Regions from separate parts of the Rattus norvegicus genome. Here region 1 is linked to region 2. The links are chromatin contacts, called in public Hi-C maps. All regions are on one chromosome and are shown on one strand. The core of a region is the stretch at or near the end of the contact, and the rest is flanking DNA. Distances in the headings are between cores, read along the strand shown.

The links. Hi-C and Micro-C count contacts between places; a contact is called where the count stands out from the background.
Region 1: a contact with region 2 is called in a Hi-C map of Schwann cells, with 6 times the contacts expected there. The contact joins the promoter of Snupn here to the enhancer-like site in region 2. A contact is called at or near these places in 10 of 12 Hi-C or Micro-C datasets (the A7r5 cell line, the Rat2 cell line, Schwann cells and 5 more).

Annotation. Positions count from the first base shown.
Region 1 is chr8:66,242,677-66,245,449 of GRCr8, forward strand. It overlaps Snupn (snurportin 1), which reads left to right and starts at 1,451. Exons shown (of 9, transcript NM_001004270.1): 1 at 1,451-1,464.
Region 2 is chr8:66,188,795-66,191,494 of GRCr8, forward strand. It overlaps Cspg4 (chondroitin sulfate proteoglycan 4), which reads left to right. Exons shown (of 10, transcript NM_031022.2): 8 at 1-137. Among named protein-coding and RNA genes, the nearest start is that of Trnap-agg41, 24 kb to the left of the region's middle. Within about 2 kb of position 1,322, at least 36 of the 93 cell types and tissues checked have an H3K27ac peak or open chromatin away from gene starts, as enhancers often do. A contact at or near this core is called in the A7r5 cell line, Schwann cells and liver, where this site is marked.

The sequences.
Region 1 (2,773 bases), core at 201-2,700, 54 kb after region 2:
ACAAAACTGTGACTTCATGGTGGCCACCTCCCTGGGTCTGCTCAGACCCTTTATCTTGCTAATGTGATTTTCTGAATGACATGGTCATTCAGAAATTGGTCAGTCCTTGAAGGCACTAGCTGCGGGATAGTGGCTCCTTGGTGCAGTAAGTCTGGTCCTGTCTACTTTGGAGTTCTCTCTCAGTACAAGCTGTAACCTCTTCCGACAGACCCAGGACTCTAGCTTCCCAGTTGTTACCTGGGGAGGCCGGCCAGTCTTGGGGGGTGGGGTGGGGTCTCGGATTTGGCCATATTTCTGTCGTCGTATTCTAGGCAGTCTGGGCTGAACTCAGGAGGATCACTCTCTACAGAAACAACAGAAGAGGGCACCGCATCCCATTACAGATTGTTGTGAGCCACCATGTGGTTGCTGGGAATTGAACTCAGGACCTCTGAAAGAAGTTAGTGCTGTTAACCGATGGGCCACCTCTCCAGTCCATCCTGCTATTTTTATACATGTATATTTTGTCATTTCTTTTTGAGGCAGGAACTCACAGATATATGCCTGCCTCTGTTTCCTGAGTGCTAGGATTAATGGCTTGCGCCAGATACCACCACCACCACCCTCTCCAAATTACTCCCTCCCGGCCACCCACAGGACTCCTTACTTTCCAGGAACTCTGAAGACTCTGTGTCCTCTAACATAGAGATCTGCCTATCTGTCTCTTGAGTGCTGGTATTAAAAGGCATGCGCTAGCACTATCACAAGTCTTGTTTTCACCTCCCACCTACCCACTCTGCTGAGCTACATCCCTACCCACACCCGGGTTCATTGAGGCGTTAGAAGCAACGCATCTGGCTCTCATTATAAGCACTGGGTAAGTAGCAAGCCTGTTTTCATTTTACATCCTAGCAGTCTTACCCTGCAGACACGGTTTATGGGTTTGGTCTGGTCCACTCATTTAGTCACTTTCACATCGGACTCAAGTGCTGAACGCTACCTCTCAGGAATCGAATCAGGGCCCTTTCGCGTCGTGTTAGAAGGGATAATGGGGAAAAAAAGTTTATTAGTTCGAAACTTGAAAGTCATTGAGAAAACCACAGAAGCAAGACAAAGGGGCTGTCGCCGCAACTCTGCAACTTGGGCAGACCTGGGAAGGTGGCGGCCATGAAGTCACAGTTTTGTCGGTGAAAGGACACGGGGCAAGTTTGCGATCAGTACTGAAGCTTCCGCGCCACTGACAATATCACTAGAATCTCGAACAAACCCTAAACCAAATCTGAAAGCCCCTTCCTGGCGAGAAGCGTCCCTTAGCTCAGGGCGGAAGTAATGGCCTGCCGCGACTCAACTCCCGCGATGCACCGCGGCAGGCGGAGCCGGAAGTTTGCGTGACAAGTCTGAGGGGGCGTGCCTAGCTCCGCTAGGGCACCTAATTGGTCAATCGGCGTAGGCACCAGCGGCGTGCGCGAGTGGCACCTTGGTGTGGTAAGTCTGGCCTTGTCTACTTTGGAGTTCTCTCTCAGCGCAAGCTGTAACTTCTTCCGACGGATTCTGGCTTCACCGCTGTTACCTGTGGAGGCCGGCCAGTCTTGCGGGTCTCGGATTTGGCCATCTTTCTGTCGTCGTATTCCAGACAGACTGGCCCTAACTCATGAGGAACATTAATGTGTAGCAAGGCGAATTCTATAACCGAGAAACAGACAACTCCATTGCCAGAGAGACAGCAGAGGGGAGGACGGCAGAGTTCACGGACGCGTGGTGGGAGCATCTGTAGCGCTGGAGAAGAGGCTTGGTGGGCCTGACACTTAAGAGTTCGTTTGCTTCTTTCCTCGGCCTCCTGCCTTGCTGCTTTGCAGGTGTATGCCACCTAGGGTACCGTTAGGGACCGTTTCAATGGCATACTGAGGGGGAAGCGCAGTAATTATCTACCGAATACTCCCCGTTATATTACAAAGACTGTAATGCACACCTTAAATTCACACTGATAATGGCACTTTTAACAAATTTTCTAAGAAAGCACTCTTAGCTGGGCGCGGTGGCGCACGCCTTTAATCTCAACGCTCAGTAGGCAGGCAGAGCTCTATGAGTTCGAGGCCAGCCTGGTCTACAAGGCGAGTTCCATTACAGCCAGGTGTGTTACATAGAAAACCTGTCCCGAAAAAAACAAAACAGAAGAAAAATATGTTTAATGTCTTAAGAATATAGGAATGCAGCTTTCTTTTTTCTCCTGGGTTATGTATGACCCAAGGCTTGGTGCAAATATGGTGCATACTTGGCAAGTACTTTACCAACTGAGGTATAGCACCATCCTTTATTTTTCCTATTTATTTTCATGGGTCATGTATGCATATGTGTATGTGTGTTTTGCCTTAGTGTATCAGCACCATTTGGGTGCAGTGCTGGGAGGAAAGTCAGAAGAGGGCTCCAGTTCCCTGGAACTGGTTTCCAGGTGGTCATGAATCACCGTGTGGAACGCAGGTCCTCTGGAAGAGCAACCAGTACTCTTAATCTAATGGCTGAATCATCTCTCCAGTACCCTTCCACCCTAGATCCTATCCTGTCCTGCCCAGTCTTGCAGGGTGGAAACAGTTGATAACAATGTAAAAATACTTTCCACTGCAGAACTGTATATTTGAGGTTAAGATGGTGAATTCATGTTTACTAACCTTGCTCCACCCCCAAACCAATCAAAACCAAGCACTGTCACTGAGCTACAAAGCCAACTGCACAGCTACGTTGATGCAGAACCGGGAGTTGGACCTAGGGGCATCACATATGCAAAGGAGACAACTCC
Region 2 (2,700 bases), core at 72-2,571:
TGAGTGCCAGCTCCAGTACAGGCTCCGACCCTCGTCACCTGCTCTACCAGGTGGTAAGAGGCCCCCAGCTCGGCCGACTCCTCCATGCCCAGCAAGGAAGTGCAGAGGAGGCTTTGGTGAACTTCACCCAGGCTGAGGTAAGGGCCTCACTCCTCAGCCATCCCACAGACACCACCTTACCTCAGGTGGCTGCCAGCTGGAGCATACACATCACAGGCAGCTAGCATCTCTGGATTCTGCCCCAGCTCAGGGTTAGGCCTCCAGAAGGAAGCTGTAGCTGGATCCTAGAGGCTGAAAGGGCCCAGGAAGGTGGACCAGAGGCACCCAAGCGGCTGGTGATGGGTTGAGCTCACTTCAGCGGGACAGTGCAGGATAAAGTTGAGCTTGAGGCTCAGGAAAGGTGCCAGAGAATGTAGCAAGCTGGGAGCAGATGAGTCGCAGGCAGAATGGGTCAAGGTGAGGGACGCTGGTATCTGCTCTTTGGAGCAGAGCTCCTAGGGCACCCCAGGACCACCAGTGAAAATTATAATTCCCAGTCGAGGCTGACTGAGCTGCTGAGATGCTAGGGCTGTTGATGCTAACTAGGCAGTTATCACTTACCTTACAACACGTGCAGATTGGTCCCCACAGGGTCTAAGCACTGTGAGCAGCTCCTCTGGGTGTCCATGGTGGAGGACAGGCTCTTGTGAGCAAACAACACACTTGGTGCTCCTACCTAGAGGCCATAAAATTACAGTATGGCCCCCATTATTTCTACATGAGCAGGATCCAAAAGGACACAGCTGGCCCTGCCACTGGATCTGCAGTACTGTGGTGCCGCTCCAAGAACTTTCCAAAGGGGCTTACCCTGGCGCTTAAAAAGGGCAGGACCTATCTCTAGGTCTCTTTCCAGCACTCCTTTCCCTCAGAGGCCTTCTGGGCCCCACAAGTTCCTTTCTACCCCATCAGGGTGTGTGCTTCCCCATGAGAAGTAGTGAGGTAGAGAAGCTGGCAGGGGGTAGCAACTCCCACCTAGCAGGCAGCTCAGAGGAAGAAGCTGTCTTAACTAGGTTCACGTATGATTCCTCAGAGCCCACACATCTTTTGCTAGGCTTGTATTCTCTCCTCTCCCAGGCCCTAGCATCTACCACAGCCTCTTTCTGCCCCCTCCCCACAATGAAATCTGCCAGTGGCTAGGGCAGCTGTTTGTCCTGAGTCACTGGGAGCTTTGTTATCAGAGACCAGGAAGGAGGAGAGACTGGGACAAGGCCATGAGTGCTCCTCCCCCACTCAGCAGTCCCCCACGCTCCAGTAACACAAAGGACAGGAGCGAATGGCCACCAGGGGGCCAGAGTGGCAGTGCCACCCAAGAAGGCTGGAAAGAGGCTACGTGGCACAGACACCCTCCTCCACGGGCAGAGACCAGGCAGCAGTATGCAGTGGCTTGACAGTACCACTGCCCTTCAAGACACTGGGCTGGACAGGGCAGGGCTCAGGTGACCTCAATTTGCAGACAAAGAAGCGCGTAGGAGGTCAGGTGATTTTTATTTGTATACATGGCCAGTAAGAAGCAAGGCCATGATTAAGCCTTCTAACTGCTTGTCTGAGTCCCCTTCACCCAAGGACACTGTCCCCAGAGCTTGGGAGACCCTTGCACACCTGGCCTGAGTTTTGCCTTTTTTCTCACTGAGGCCTTCTCATACAGGAGCACCAATAGCCAGCCAGGTGTCACACTGACCACCACCACCACTGCTGGGAGGCTCCTTTTCCCACCGTGCCCACCATCAGCCTGGGTTAGAGGTTACAACTGACAGTCTTCAATCCTTCAGGACACATCTGGCCCACAGATGTGTTTTATTTGAGTACACATTACATTTAATATCTTAACATTAGTTGTCAGCGTTGAAGTCTTAGGAAAGTTCACAGAAACATGTTAAACCAATCCTTTAAAGGCCTGTGCTCCTTCTTGTAGCAAACCACTGAGGAGATGCCCCTCTCCTAATGAGGATCGGCTCCCAGTGTAGACAGCACAACCCTACTGAAATACTCTGGGACTCCAAGATAGCTTGCTTACAACGATCCCACTCTGTTTCTGTTTTACTATTGCGCAAGTCCTGTTTTGCTGAAAGGAAAAATCTTCCTGTGTTTCCTTCCTAAAAGGGGAAAACAAAGATAAGGCATGAGGATGTGTCTTGATCAGAAGGTGCAGGAAACAGATTTCTTTACAGAGACAAATAATATTACTTGGTGTTGAGCATACGTATAGCCCTAAAGAATAGGTCGTAAAGTTGATGTGACAGGGAGTCAGTGTGAGGTCTCCTGGATAACAATGGTGGGTTTTTTTGTTTTGTTTTGTTTTGTTTTTTCTTTTTTTCAGAGCTGGGGACTGAACCCAGGGCCTTGCGCTTGCTAGGCAAGCGCTCTACCACTGAGCCAAATCCCCAACCCCAACAATGGCGTTTTTGTGATCAGATAGTGAGCTGTTGCAGCACTGAACAAGAGCCAAGCTTAAATGCTAACCTGGCACAGTGGCCCACACCAGCTACTTGGGAGGCTGAGGCAGGAGAATCACTTGAGCTTGGGAGGTCAAGGCCAGCCTGGGCAACATAGTGAGACTCTTGTTCAAAACAAAAACAGGAAACTAACCCTATGTTTTCAAAGGCTTACCCTGTGTTAGGACTGTAGAGGCAGTGGGCAGAGGCCTTGAGCAGAACATGAGAG